Linked DNA regions of Sus scrofa: region 1 is linked to region 2. A link is a contact called in public HiChIP or PLAC-seq data. All regions are on one chromosome and are shown on one strand. The core of a region is the stretch at or near the end of the contact, and the rest is flanking DNA. Distances in the headings are between cores, read along the strand shown. Region 1 overlaps ATP6V1E2 (V-type proton ATPase subunit E 2). Region 2 has its middle 35 kb from the start of EPCAM.

What was found. HiChIP or PLAC-seq counts read pairs in DNA pulled down with a chosen protein or histone mark.
Region 1: an H3K27ac HiChIP or PLAC-seq map of alveolar macrophages shows a contact between it and region 2. The contact joins two enhancer-like sites. A contact is called at or near these places in 7 of 47 Hi-C or Micro-C datasets (embryonic fibroblasts, fetal skeletal muscle, heart right ventricle and 4 more) and 1 of 2 datasets of contacts at active chromatin or transcription factors (alveolar macrophages).

What each region holds. Positions count from the first base shown.
Region 1 is chr3:94,071,861-94,078,398 of Sscrofa11.1, forward strand. ATP6V1E2 (V-type proton ATPase subunit E 2) reads left to right here. Exons shown (of 5, transcript XR_002342728.1): 4 at 2,441-2,514; 5 at 6,463-6,538. Among named protein-coding and RNA genes, the nearest start is that of TMEM247, 8.1 kb to the left of the region's middle. Within about 2 kb of position 2,356, at least 2 of the 83 cell types and tissues checked have an H3K27ac peak or open chromatin away from gene starts, as enhancers often do. A contact at or near this core is called in alveolar macrophages, where this site is marked.
Region 2 is chr3:93,217,066-93,223,452 of Sscrofa11.1, forward strand. No RefSeq gene overlaps it. Among named protein-coding and RNA genes, the nearest start is that of EPCAM, 35 kb to the left of the region's middle. Within about 2 kb of position 2,981, at least 6 of the 83 cell types and tissues checked have an H3K27ac peak or open chromatin away from gene starts, as enhancers often do. A contact at or near this core is called in alveolar macrophages, where this site is marked.

The sequences.
Region 1 (6,538 bases), core at 1,106-3,605, 850 kb after region 2:
GTGAGCTGTGGTGTAGGTTGCAGAGGCAGCTCAGATGCCATGGTGCTGTGGCTGTGGTGTAGGCCAGTAGCTGCAGCTCCAAACCAACCCCTAGCCTGGGAATTTCCATATGCCACGGGCGTGGCCCCTAAAAAAAAATAAATCTTATAAAAATTAAAAAAATTAAAAAATGTGCATATGTTACATTTTCAATTAAATTTTTAAAAAGGCGTCTGGAAGAGAGAGTTTCGCTCAAGATAGATGAAGGGAGTTTAGGCTGTATAATTTGTTCTAACTGAGGACAGGAAGACGTCTTTAAGCCTCTGGGTCATTTCCTCTACGCACCCTCTCCAGTCTGGGGTTGTCATTACTTCAACTAGGGACATATATCTTTTTTTGTTTGTTTTGTTTTGTCTTTTGTCTTCTTAGGGCCGCACTCTTGGCATATGGAGGTTCCCAGGCTAGGGGTCAAATTGGAGCTATAGCTGCCGGCCTACGCCACAGCCACAGCAATTCGCCAGATCCGAGCTGCGTCTGCAACCTACACCACAGCTCACGGCAACGTCGGATCCTTAACCCACTGAGCAAGGCCAGGGATCGAACCCCCAGCCTCATGGTTCCTAGTCATTCCTAGTCGGGTTCGTTTCTGCTGTGCCATGACGGGAACTCCTGGGACAGATGTCTTAATGCTGTAATGTCTTCTTCCTTCCTGGCTGCCTCAGCTACAGCCTGCTGTGACTTTGAGACACTTCAGCTCAGGTGTGCTGGAGCATTGAGAGGATTAAAATAGTAACATCAACCATTGCACAATTACTGGGCACAGACCATGTCCCAGATATTGGGGATTTTTCCATGGATTATTTTATGTAGTTTTTCAGAGCAATCATGTGAGTTAGGTACTGCTATTATCCCTATCTTCCTAGAAGTGCAAGTGAGTTTCAGAAAGGGTAAGTCACCTGCCTATAGTGACACAGTTAGGATCAGGTAAAGCCAGGACTTAAACACCCAAGTCCCTGTATTAAAGCCTTTCCTGTTGGAAATACTGAAAGTGGTTTTTTGGGGGGGCTTCAAGGAGCTAGAACTCAAAGCCTCTGGCCAAGACAAGAATTACCCCACCTATCTCATTGTAATGCTCCCTCCCCCACCTCGAGCAAGCTGGCCTCTCCTTCCTGCCCTCTCCTAAGAAAGGTATGTGGTCCACTCCTCACCTTGCCCCTCCAGGGCCCTCATATACCCCCAACCCACCAGCAAGTGTATCCTAAGACCCCTCTTACCCCATCCAATCAGCAGGTCAGCAGATGTATCCTAAGACCTCTCCTCTTACCCTGGGCTGTAAAAACAGACACCACCATGCACCCTGCCCGGGGTGGAGGGGGTCGGATGGGCTCTCTCGCATCACCAGGAAGTTGGCCCACTGTGCTAGCAGTGTTTCTTATCTCAATAAACTCTTCTTCTTCATCACCTCGCTAGGCTGGAAAATTCTTCTTTCTGACCCGCCTGCACAGACCACAACAGTTTCTGTTTTCCTGACTGAACCCTGGCTCGTAGAGTGGATGTTCAAGAGGAAGCAGTGACCTACGTGCTCAGGGATTTTGGGGGGAAATCCGACTGAGGAGGGCTGCTTGAGCACAGCCCTTCCTGGGCATATGTAGGGACGTGTGTGAAGGCGTGTGGATGTCCAGGTCACTCAGGAGCTGTCCTCTTGCTCCTTTACCGCCCCTGCCCAACCAGTCCCTGCTTTGCCTGTGCCCTTCTCACGTGACTACCCAGCCCTCTTAATCATGAAACTTAATCAGTAACTGCCAGTGTGCTTGCCCCCTGCCCCAGCTAGTGATTGTTCTAATCTAGCTCCACCTTCTAGTTCATTAAAGGAAACATCTGCCCTCATGTTGGTTGGTAACCGAAGAGGTTGAGAGGGATGTGCCCCAGCTGCTTGTTTCCCTGGTAATGGATGAGCCAACCTGACATCAATTCCCTCTATAAATGGTAATCCCCTCCTTTGGGTCCCCTTCCCCTGTAAATAAACCAAGAAACCATTAAACTGTTGCTCTTTCCAGGCTCCCTCTTTGGTCTCCAGGCTGGGCAACAAGAAGGCTTGCAGGCCGTGGGGTGCAGCCCAACAGCATGTGTATGAGTGTTGAATTAGTTGGGGTCTCATCAGGAGACAGAAACCATACAGTAATTCCAACAAGGAAGGTAGAACCATTAACTAGTGACAGAGGATTGGCTCCTTAGGGGTAAAGAGAACTCTAAATAAAAATGGAATGAATTTGGGAGAGGTGCCCCCTAGAGGCTGCAATTCAGGTCTCATTAGAGAGGGTGGCGATGGAGCCACTGAATGTGTAAAAGTTCGCTGAGGTCAAGGTCAAGCAGATCTAGACTGGCAAGCAGGACGCTGTCCACTGGGGTGCCAACAAAACTCACCCAGAAGCTGCCTAGAAGATGGTGTTAAACTTTCCAGGAAGTCACTGGAGAACCTCAGCTGGGGAACTTGTTGGGACGAACAAAACCTGAAGCCCCTGAAACTCTCTGGAGGTGAGTACCACCTTGTGTGCCAGCCCAGCTTTGTGGGAGTAAGAAAAAATGAAAAAGCAGCCTCTTCTTCCTCTGATGGCTCTCTAGCGCCCTCTACTGACAAAACTTAATATCATGGGCTGGCAGGGGAAATGCTTATGAGGTTTTGCTTCAGTATCAGGAGCTGGGTAATTAAGGGTGGATTTACAGCTGAGAGGAAATAAATTGATAACTGACACCACATTCATGTACTAGGACTTCAGTTTCCTTTCAACATGCCTGCATTAATGCCCTGGGGGAAGCTCCTGACTTTTTAAGAAATTTGCCCCAAACAATTTTTCACAAGCCTCTTCCAGGTTCATGACCCTGTGCTAGGTACCGAGGAGGAGAGCATCAAGGATCATCATATGTAGTTAGTTCTTACCTGTGCAGCACATGTAATCTATCGGGAGAGAGAGAATGCTTCTTGATGTTCCCTAGCTCTCCTGCCTTACTAACATTTTTTGCTGGCAGTTTTCTCAGGCTACAAAACGCTCTCTTCTTCTTTTTTTAAATTGTCTTTTTCTCCTTTTAGGGCCACACCTGTGGCATGTGGAGGTTCCCAGGCTAGGGGTTTAATCGGAACTGTAGCTGCCAGCCTACGCCAGGGCCACAGCAATGCCAGATTCGAACCACGTCTGCGACCTGCACCACAGCTCACGGCAGTGCCGGATCCTTAACCCACTGAGCAAGGTCAGGGATCGAACCTGCAACCTCATGGTTCCTAGTCAGATTTGTTTCTGCTTCGCCACCACGGGAACTCCAGAATCCTCTCTTCTTTAGCCCCATCCATGAAAGTCCCTCCAGCCTTTAGGGCCCAACCCAGCTACCACCCCCTGTGAAACTGTGCTTTGTGTCTCTCTGGCTGCTTTGTGTTCAATGATCTGGTGCGTGTTTCGTCCTCCCCCTAGTGGAGGATGAGGGCAGGGCAACTGCCTGCTCACAGCAGGTGCCAGTAAAGGGTCTGTGCAGCCGATGGCCCTGGTCAGGCTGTGGCTCCCTTCCTGCTTGCGAATGTGACACAGGCAGGCAGAGCAGACGGTCAAGGAGCTACACCTTCTCCTTTATGTCCTTATACCTTCCAAACAGAACCAGAGGCCTCACTTCTGCCCGCTTTCTTTCTTTGATCCCTCTACTCCGATGAGGGGGAACTAGCAGCAGAGGGAGTCCCACAAAGTTGAGTGTAAATTAAGTTTTGTGAGTTTAACCCTATTTTAAATGTTTGGGAAGTAGGGTGATGGGTGTGGGAACTTTGCTACTTAAAGGAATTTTGTGCCTCCTTTCACAAAGCTGCTTTCCCCCGGTCTAGAATGTCTGTAAATCCAATGGCCATTTAGATACCAGGCTTGTTAAAGCAGAGCCTCCTGTGGTGAAGCCCGAATGCAGGTACTCTTATGCTCTAACCAGTGGGAGCACCTCATGGCAGGAATACTCCAATGAAGAGCCGGCATAAGTCGAAATTCCAGATTTTCATTATTCAGAGCTGGAAGGGGGCATGAGGCCCCTCCAGCCTGGGCCCCAGGGTCTCTCAACTTTTTTTTTTTCTTGTCTTTTTGCCATTTCTTGGGCCGCTCCCGTGGCATATGGAGGTTCCCAGGCTAGGAGTCCAATCAGAGCTGTAGCTGCCAGCCCACACCAGAGCCACAGAAAAGCGGGATCTGAGCTGAATCTGCGACCTATACCACAGCCTGCAGCAACCCCGGATCCTTAACTCACTGAGCAAGGCCAGGGATCGAACCCACAACCTCATGGTTCCTAGTCGGATTGGTTAACCATTGAGCCACAATGGGAACTCCAGGAGCAACTTTTGATTAACTCCTTTGGGGTCAGAGGAAGGGTGCAGCAGGGTGCAGTGAAAAATGTTCTGCTCCCAGGATTGGGGTCCTGGGGTCCCAGGCCAAGCTCTGCCATTAGCTTAGCCAAGACCTTGTCAAGTCATTGGAACCCCCTAGGGGTGCAGCTTCTGCATGTAAAAACTAGGGCCATGCAGCCTGCCCTGATCATACAAGCCTGGTATCCTTGTTCCCACCTTACACCTGGTGGGTATGGAGCCTGGTGGTGCATCTGCTGTTAGACACGCCCCGGAGCTGGCCTTCCAAGATAATGGAAGTTTTCTCCTGTGACAATGCTGAAGTCGCCCTCAAAAAAGCCTCCTTGAATGTTTCATCGGACACTTTTTTTTTTCCCATTTCATGCAAGTTAACATAAAATAAACATATTCCTGTAAAAAGGACTTATATTCATCTTCCTTTCTGCGGCTACAACCGGAGGGCAATGGGACTTCTGCGAAGCAGCTGTTGGCCAACACTGCCCTCTTGTGGCCCAGCTTGTCCTTACTGGGCAGCTCTCAGCCCAGGAGTTTTTCCAAAGGTTCTTGCTCCCGGTCGTTTGCAGAATTACCAGGTCATGCCAGAAGAGCTAAATCCACGAGACCTCCAGGAGGGATTCCAGCTCCAAAGAGTCCCTGGTGGCAACCCAACTTGGCAGAACTGGCTTGTGGGGTCTGTGTTCCCGGGAGGAGACTGTGGGGGGGGGAATATGTCATAAACAGGAATACTCATCAGCTGAGTGCAGACAGAACTACGGGAGTGAGACCAGCAATGGAAGGAGCCATAAGGGGGGGGGCATTGCTAAACCTCAGGACCTCTATTGGTAAATAGCCGGCTGCCGTCCCAGCAGGCAGGAGGCTAGGAGAGCTGTGACAGCAAGCATGTGGCTTTGTCCTGGGTCCTGAGGTACAGCCTTCAACCCTTGCAGGGGTGAAGGGCTGCAGGGCTATGGTCCCTGAAGTGGAATGACAGGAAGACAATGGAGACCCTAGGAGGGGTGGAGCTGGCAGGGAATCAGCATCTGGGCTTAGGAAATTAGGGGACAGGGCAAGACTAACACTCAGGCCTTGGACCTGGGGCAACAGGTGGCTTGGTGTCCAGAGCCGGGGCTACTTAGAGCAGGTCTGGCCCTGAGCCTGACCGGTGCCTGTGAGTGCTATGTACTCCTGCAGTGACCAGGAGCCTCTGGATGGATGGAAATCTCCAGGGGGAGCTGAACCTGTGGGAAAGGATTGAAGGCCTCTAGCTGTGCATGTACGGCTCTCATTTCAGGCCCGTGTTTGGATTTTTACAGGATTCCGGGTAAGGTCTGGGCTTGGCAGAGTCTAAAAGAGCGGAGCTCGTGTTTGTTCTCTGGCAGCCCAAGCAGGACCTGGCTCCGCTCTGACAGCTCAGGCCTGCTTCCCTCTGCAGCTCGTGCACCTGCTTTGAGCCATAGAATAACGTCCCAGCCATGGAAACAAAGGTGCCACTGGAGCTGCCACCTGAAAGGGGTCCCATCTACTGACTCACACCATGTGATGGTGGCCGAGGGTGGCCTAACCAGCCATTCTTCCCAGGCTTATTTGCACCTGAACCATTGGTGATGGAATTGTAGGTGCAGGAGCAGGATAATGACAGAGATGACTGGGAGTTTGGGGATGGTTTCTCAGAACCCCTCATTGTGTCACAAGATGACAACACCCCGTCAACTTAAAATCCCAGCATGTGACGTGGGAGCTTCCCTAAGGACCCACATGTGGGCCATGGCTGTGCTATCTCTGCTGGTTAAGAGGCTGCTTACACTGCTGGCAGGATCAAAAATGGGTCCTTCTAACAGGGACTGGGTCAGCTCCTGTGTCTCACCTGTGGTTTATAGGAATTTTTTTTTTTTTTAATGGTTGCACCCATGGCATATGAAAGTTCCTGGGCCAGGGATTGAATCCGAGAAGCAGCTGCAACCTATGCCACACTCGTGGTAGCGCTGGATCCTTAATGCACTGTGCGAGGCCAGGGATGGAACCCGCACCTCTGCCAACCCCAGCTGCTGCAGTCTGATTCTGAACCCTCTGTGCCACAGCAGGAACTCCTAGAGGATTTTTCCATGTAATTTTGCTTTCAGGTGCTACCCCAGAGCAGCATGCCCTAGGAAGCCAGGCCTAAGGAACACATGCAAAGATCGAGATTCCAAGACCAGA
Region 2 (6,387 bases), core at 1,731-4,230:
GTTCGTTAACTGCTGAGCCACAACAGGAACTCCAACTTTGGAAAATTTTGATAAGTCTTTCCTCAAGTTCAGTAGTCTTTTAATTAACTAATTTTGCTTTTTAGGGCCACACTTGGAGTATATGGAAGTTCCCAGGCTAGGGATTGAATCGGCGCTGCAACTGCTGGCTTACACCACAGCCACAGTAACTTGGGATCCTTAACCCACTGAGCGGGGCCAGGGATCAAACCCACGTCCTCATGGATACTAGTCAGATTCAAACCCTGCTGAGCTGCCACGGGAACTCCCTAAGGAGCTTTATTAACTCAATAGCACAACAGTGGCTCTGGAGTGAGGCTGATCATCCTACACATACTTCACAAAATGGCCCTAGACACATCAACTCGAAATGTCTACAAAGCACAAATTGGTGGCCATGACTGACGCTGGACAACTCTTCCACAAGAGACAGCCTGGAGGTTTCTTCCTGTTTGTTCCCTCAGAAAGAATGAATCTTCTCCACCTCCGGACTCCCGTGGGAGCTAAAGAGACAGGGACCATAAATGGCTTTGAGTTCCTTGGGAAGAGCCAGTGCATATGTAAATATGACACACCGAAGTTTGCATGGGAGTGTGTAATAAAGTCTGGCATCACCCTTTCAAGCATGCAGTGTTGCTCCATACTGCACAGTTGCAGTGGGACGATTGAAATGATCCAGTAAAAGCCCACAAGAACGACGTGGACAGGGAAGGTGGCTCCTGGGAGGAGGGGGTAGAAACCTCCATGAGGGCTCATGGGTTCTTGAACTGTACCCGCTTCAGAGTTGAGCCCAATGTGGAACACCCAGGAACTGCTGAGGATGGACCGGGCGGAGAATTACCTGCAAAGGTGAGTGGAGGTGATTCTCTCTCCGAACAAACAGAGAATGCAGCCTCCGCGATGACATCACCTGCGGTTCTGCGAAAGAGACAGTGCTTGGCAGAGGCGGATGTTAACCACACCTGGCTGGGTGGGTTTGGCCCTGTGCTGTCTGGTTCCATTCAAGGCTGGCTTCAGTGGGGGTTGAAGAGGCAGCTATCGATGTGGTGACCTGATCACCTCCACTTAAGTACGTCTCTGCCCTGAGCTAAGAGTCTCACTTTTAGACTTCAGTTCCTTTGTGTATTTTCCTCTTGTTAAAATGTGAACACCTGGGAGTTCCCGTCGTGGCTCAGTGGTTAACGAATCTGACTAGGAACCATGAGGTTTTGGGTTCGATCCCTGGTCTTGCTCAGTGGGTTAAGGATCTGGCATTGCCATGAACTGTGGTGTAGGTTGCAGATGAGGCTCAGATCTCGCGTTGCTGTGGCTGTGGTGTAGGCTGGTGGCTACAGCTCTGATTCGACCCCTAGCCTGGGAACCTCCATATGCCGCAGGAACAGCCCAAGAAATGGCAAAAAGACCAAAAAAAAAAAAAAAAAAAATGTGAACACCTGGAGTTCTGTTGTGGCTCATCGGTAATGAACCTGACTAGTATCCGTGAGGACATGGGTTCAATCCCTGGCCTCACTCAGTGGGTTAAAGATCTGGCATTGCTGTGAGCTGTGGTGTAGGTCACAGATATGGCTCAAATCTGGTACTGCTGTGCTATGGCATAGGCCTGCAGCTACAGCTCCACTTCTACCCCTAGCCTGAACTTCCATATGTCATGGGTGTGGCCCTAAAAAGACAAAAAAAAAAAAAAAAAAAAGTGAACACCTTGTCAGGAATGGTGAATTGAGGATTTTTTCCACCCAGTGGGGTTTCCAGTGGAGCACAGCACCCTACCAGATGAGAGATGCAGAGATAAAATTTGAGGAAGTCAGGATGGGAGGAAATGCACCTTTAGATTTTTTCTGAAAAGGCCCTGGTGCCCAGAAGGAGCCCAGAAGACAGAGGAAGGGATGAGGACGGGGTCTCACAGCCAAACATTAGCATGTAGCTTGGGCTAAGATCTGGCTAATTGAGGATAGGGTTAGGGTAATTGTGGTGGGAATGTCCCCCCAAGGAAATTCTCTGCCTCTCATAAGGCAAATTTACATTAGGGTTAGTTACAGGCATGATTAGGAAAGAGATTAGGAGCCATGACTGTCATCACCATGGAGAGCGGGTCTGGAGCTAGGAGGCAGGACCTCAGGTTAGAGCAGCTGGTGCTTCAGCGGCCAGAGATTCAGACTCAGACTACTTGGCTTGGAGTTCCCATCGTGGCGCAGTGGTTAACAAATCCGACTAGGAACCATGAGGTTGCAGGTTTGATCCCTGGCCTTGCTCAGTGGGTTAAGGATCCAGCATTGCCATGAGCTGTGGTGTAGGTCGCAGACTCGGCTCGATCTGGTGCTGCTGTGGCTCTGGCGTAGGCCGGCAGCTGCAGCTTCAACTGGACCCCTAGCCTGGGAACCTCCATATGTCGTGGGAGCTGCCCTAGAAAAAGCAAAAAGCCAAAAAAAAAAAAAAAAGAAAAAAGACTCTATTTGGCTTGACCTGCTGTCAAGGTATGATTGATGTCAGGCATGCTAGAAGGCTCTCTCCCCCCTGTTTCCACACCTGCTCACCGAGGCCTGACATTCCTTTTAATGGAGAGCAAAGCCTTGCATTGTGTAACTAAAGAGCAAGCTTCAAAGGACCGGAGGGAAAGAGAGAGAAGATACGGTACACACAACATTGAAAGAGACAAAGAAAGCCCAGGGGCCTAGGGCTGGGGAGATCGAAGGGGTGTGTGTAGGGGGGCAATGGAGTGTCTAGAATGGTATAATTTTGCTCAAGGCCATCCCAATGAAGAAAAAATTTTTTTCCCTCACAACAGCCACAGAGTCCCTTCAGAATTTCTTTAAGCTTTCCAAGAATTAGGAAGCAGACGAAAAGGAGACCTTTCTTTAGACAAGTTACTGAGAATATGAGGGGGTGGGGTGTGTGGAGGGGGCTCAAATTTTATATCTAAATTCTTTAATAGGCCTCCAACCCCCACTTTGAAATGCAGTACCGCCCTCTGCTGGCCATAGTGGGTAGAGTTCACCAAAACCAAGGACAACTTCCATGCTCTTTTTCCATAATCCAGGAAAGATCAGAGCCTTGCCTTCCCGCATGAGGTGAGAGACAAATCCAATGTGGAATGGTGTTCCCACCACCATGCCCCATCAGAAATCATCCCTTAGTTTCTTTTGGCTTTGCTCTCTCTCTCTCTCTTTTTTTTTTTTAGGGCCACACCAACAGCATATGGAGGCTCCCAGGCTAGGGGTATAATCACAGCTACAGAGACAGCTTACACCACAGCCACAGAAACATCAGATCTGAGCCGAGTCTGCAACCTATACCACAGCTCACTGCAATGCAGGATCCTTAACCCACTGAGCAAGACCAGGAATGGAACCCACAACCTCACGGTTCCTATTCGGATTCATTTCACTGCGCCCCCACGGGAACTCCTGTCTTTTGGTTTTGAATTTAAATAGGTATATCTAGCTTTTTTAGCCCCTGCTTAGCAAATTAGGTCACATTGGCATAAATGTTCGAAGAACAGTAGATCCAAACCCTACGCATCTGATTGCCGGGCCCTGGCCATCTTCCTCAGAGACTCTGTCTCAGTGCTCACTGGAAAAGTAGGCCTGTGATCTGGGGCTCTGGGCACCTGGGAGAGCCCTTCTTGCCAGCTCCTGACCATACAAAGGCTCTTGGCCAGTGAAGCCCTTTAAGAAACTTTCCTGCCACACGGCTGACCATGGCCCAGGCACTGCTGATGCCCAGCTCTGCCAGAGTGACCAGTCCTGCTGGCCCCAGTTTCTACACAAAAAATAGGAAGAAGGAGCCCGGTAGAGATTTGGGATTTATTCAGATATGCTTGTATAACCAAAGAACTCAACTTGAATGCTCTCAGTTGCCTGGTGTTATTTATGTTTGGGTATTAAAACAAGGTTTTTGCTTAGGGGCTATTTTTCAGTCTTGGAAGAAGCCACAAATCAACTCTGAAATCAAAGTGAAAACTTTCCTATTATTCTCTATTATTCTTTTTTAATGTTTAACCCCAAATCTGCCTTCCTTTACTTCAGAGGTCTTCAAAACTTTCCATAATGAAGAGTGGGTGCATATTCATCGAATCCCTTAAGATGAGAAATGGAGCCTAAAAAAAAGATGTTCCCAGCACAGCTCCCCAGGAATCAGTGGTATTAAGTATTAAAGTCAAGTTTCACCTTGGGGAGGAAAAAAAAAACGTGTCTGTGGGTTTATAGACTTTTCTCAAAGCACATGGGGAAACATGAAATATGGGTCTGATTTCAGAGGCTGGTGAATGGACGCTTATCCAGTTTTCAAAGGCAAATAAAATCCAAGTTATTACTTCTGACACAAACAACCCAGACTCTCAAGACGCCGAGGTGCCGTTTAGCATCTGGAAGAAGCTGATGAGGTGGCAGTGATCTGAGTCTAAGGCTGCTCAACCACACTCTGCAGGCCTTCGGCTGATGTTTTATTATTGCCGTGGAGAGCTTCATGCCTCTCCTAATGCCAATCTCAGGATCCATCTCAGCTCTAACAGGAGCAAGTGGGAACAAGAGACTTTGCCAAGGACCCATACTGGAAGATGTGTGCATTGACAGCTGTGGCCAGGGGTGCATAACCTGTGCGGTCATGGTCACGGCCCCTCAGAAGGGCTCACACTTGAAAAGGCTGCACGGGGGGTTAATGTTCTGTGGCCGTGGTCTCGATGCTTTTAACTTTTAATCATTTTAAGAATTATTAAAGCATTATTAAAGAAGATCATTTTAAGAATACATTCACCATTCTTAATATCATCTTTTTTTTTTTTTTGTCTTTGGTCTTTTTAGGGCCGCATCCTCGGCATTTAGAGGTTCCCAGGCTAGGGGTCTAATTGGAGCTGTAGCAGCCGGCCTACACCACAGCCACTGCAACTCGGGATCTGAGCTGTGTCTGTGACCTACACCACAGCTCACAGCAATGCCAGATCCTTAACCCAATGAGCAAGGCCAGGGATCAAACCCACAGCCTCATGGTTCCTAGTCAGATTCGTTAACCACTGTGCCACGATGGGAACTCCTTAATAATGTTATTTTTGAATTTATGTTTTGTACATGAAGTCTGATGGAACAATGAAGTGTGCACTGCAGGTCGAACCCGTCATGCATGCGTGGTCTGCCTCTGGCCGCCTCCCTGCCTCCCTGAGATGGGTCCTGGGCTCTCTCTTCTCTGCTCCATGGGCTCCACCTGGCTTCCCCTTCTCTGCCCGCACCACTGCCACCCTCTCCCTGGGTATGAACACAGGGAGAACTGTGGTTGGGCACGAGTGCCCTGCAGCACTTCCGGTAGAGGCATGGTGGTAGCCATCCCTGCCCAGGGTGGGCGGTGCCACAGTGCAATTGACGGGTAGCAGCAGAGGTGACCCTTTCACCTACCCTCCATCCAGGTTCCGAGCATGTGCTGGTACACAGATTTAGTCCTCTAGGCCTCTTACACTCATCACGGATTCTGTTTGGAGTGTGGTAGCTGGTGGGAGAAGGAATCCCACAGCTGGAGCAGTCAGGGGGCAGCTCATCCCCCTTCCCAGGGCCTGCAAGGGTCTACACTCTCCCTACAAATATTCCTGTGCCAAGGAGGAGGCAGAACATGAAATAGCAAGTATAAACACCGTGAGAAGGTGAGAGAGAGAGAGAAAAAACACTAAAGAAAGGGAAAAGTTGCACATTTAGTGCCTTTCACGGCACTTTCCCCTTGCTTTTTGAACAAGGGACCCTGCAAATTCATTTTGCATTGGGACTCAGAAGCTAGGGAACTGGCCCAGGCTGTGGCAGAGGATAGGGACTGTCCTTCTGGTTCTGTCTATATGGCATCATCAATTACTGGTTTTTTTGTTTGTTTGTTTGTTTGTTTTTTTTTGGTCTTTTTGCCTTTTCTAGGGCCACTTCCCGCAGCATATGGAGGTTCCCAGGCTAGGGGTCCAATCAGAGCTGTAGCCACCGGCCTACGCCACAGCCACAGCAATGCGGGATCCGAGCCACGTCTGCGACCTACACCACAGCTCATGGCAACGCCGGATCCTTAACCCACTGAACAAGGCCAGGGATCGAACCCTCAACCTCATGGTTCCTAGTTGGATTCATTAACCACTGTGCCAAGATGGGAACGCCCTACTGGTTTCTTAATAAAGTGGATTTATCAACTTCTCCAGGGGTGGAGGTCACACAGGTAGCCATTGACAGCTTAAGAATAGTGGGTGAAGATAAATATTTGCTGAATGAATAGATGGATAAATGCAATGAGAATAAGTACAATGAGAAACGAAGGAAAGCCACAGGGCATAAATATGCGGTAGGCTCAAAATATGATCCTCTTAGGTTTGTTTGCCATAGAAGGAGGCAGAGGCTAAGCAGGAAAAATTTGTGG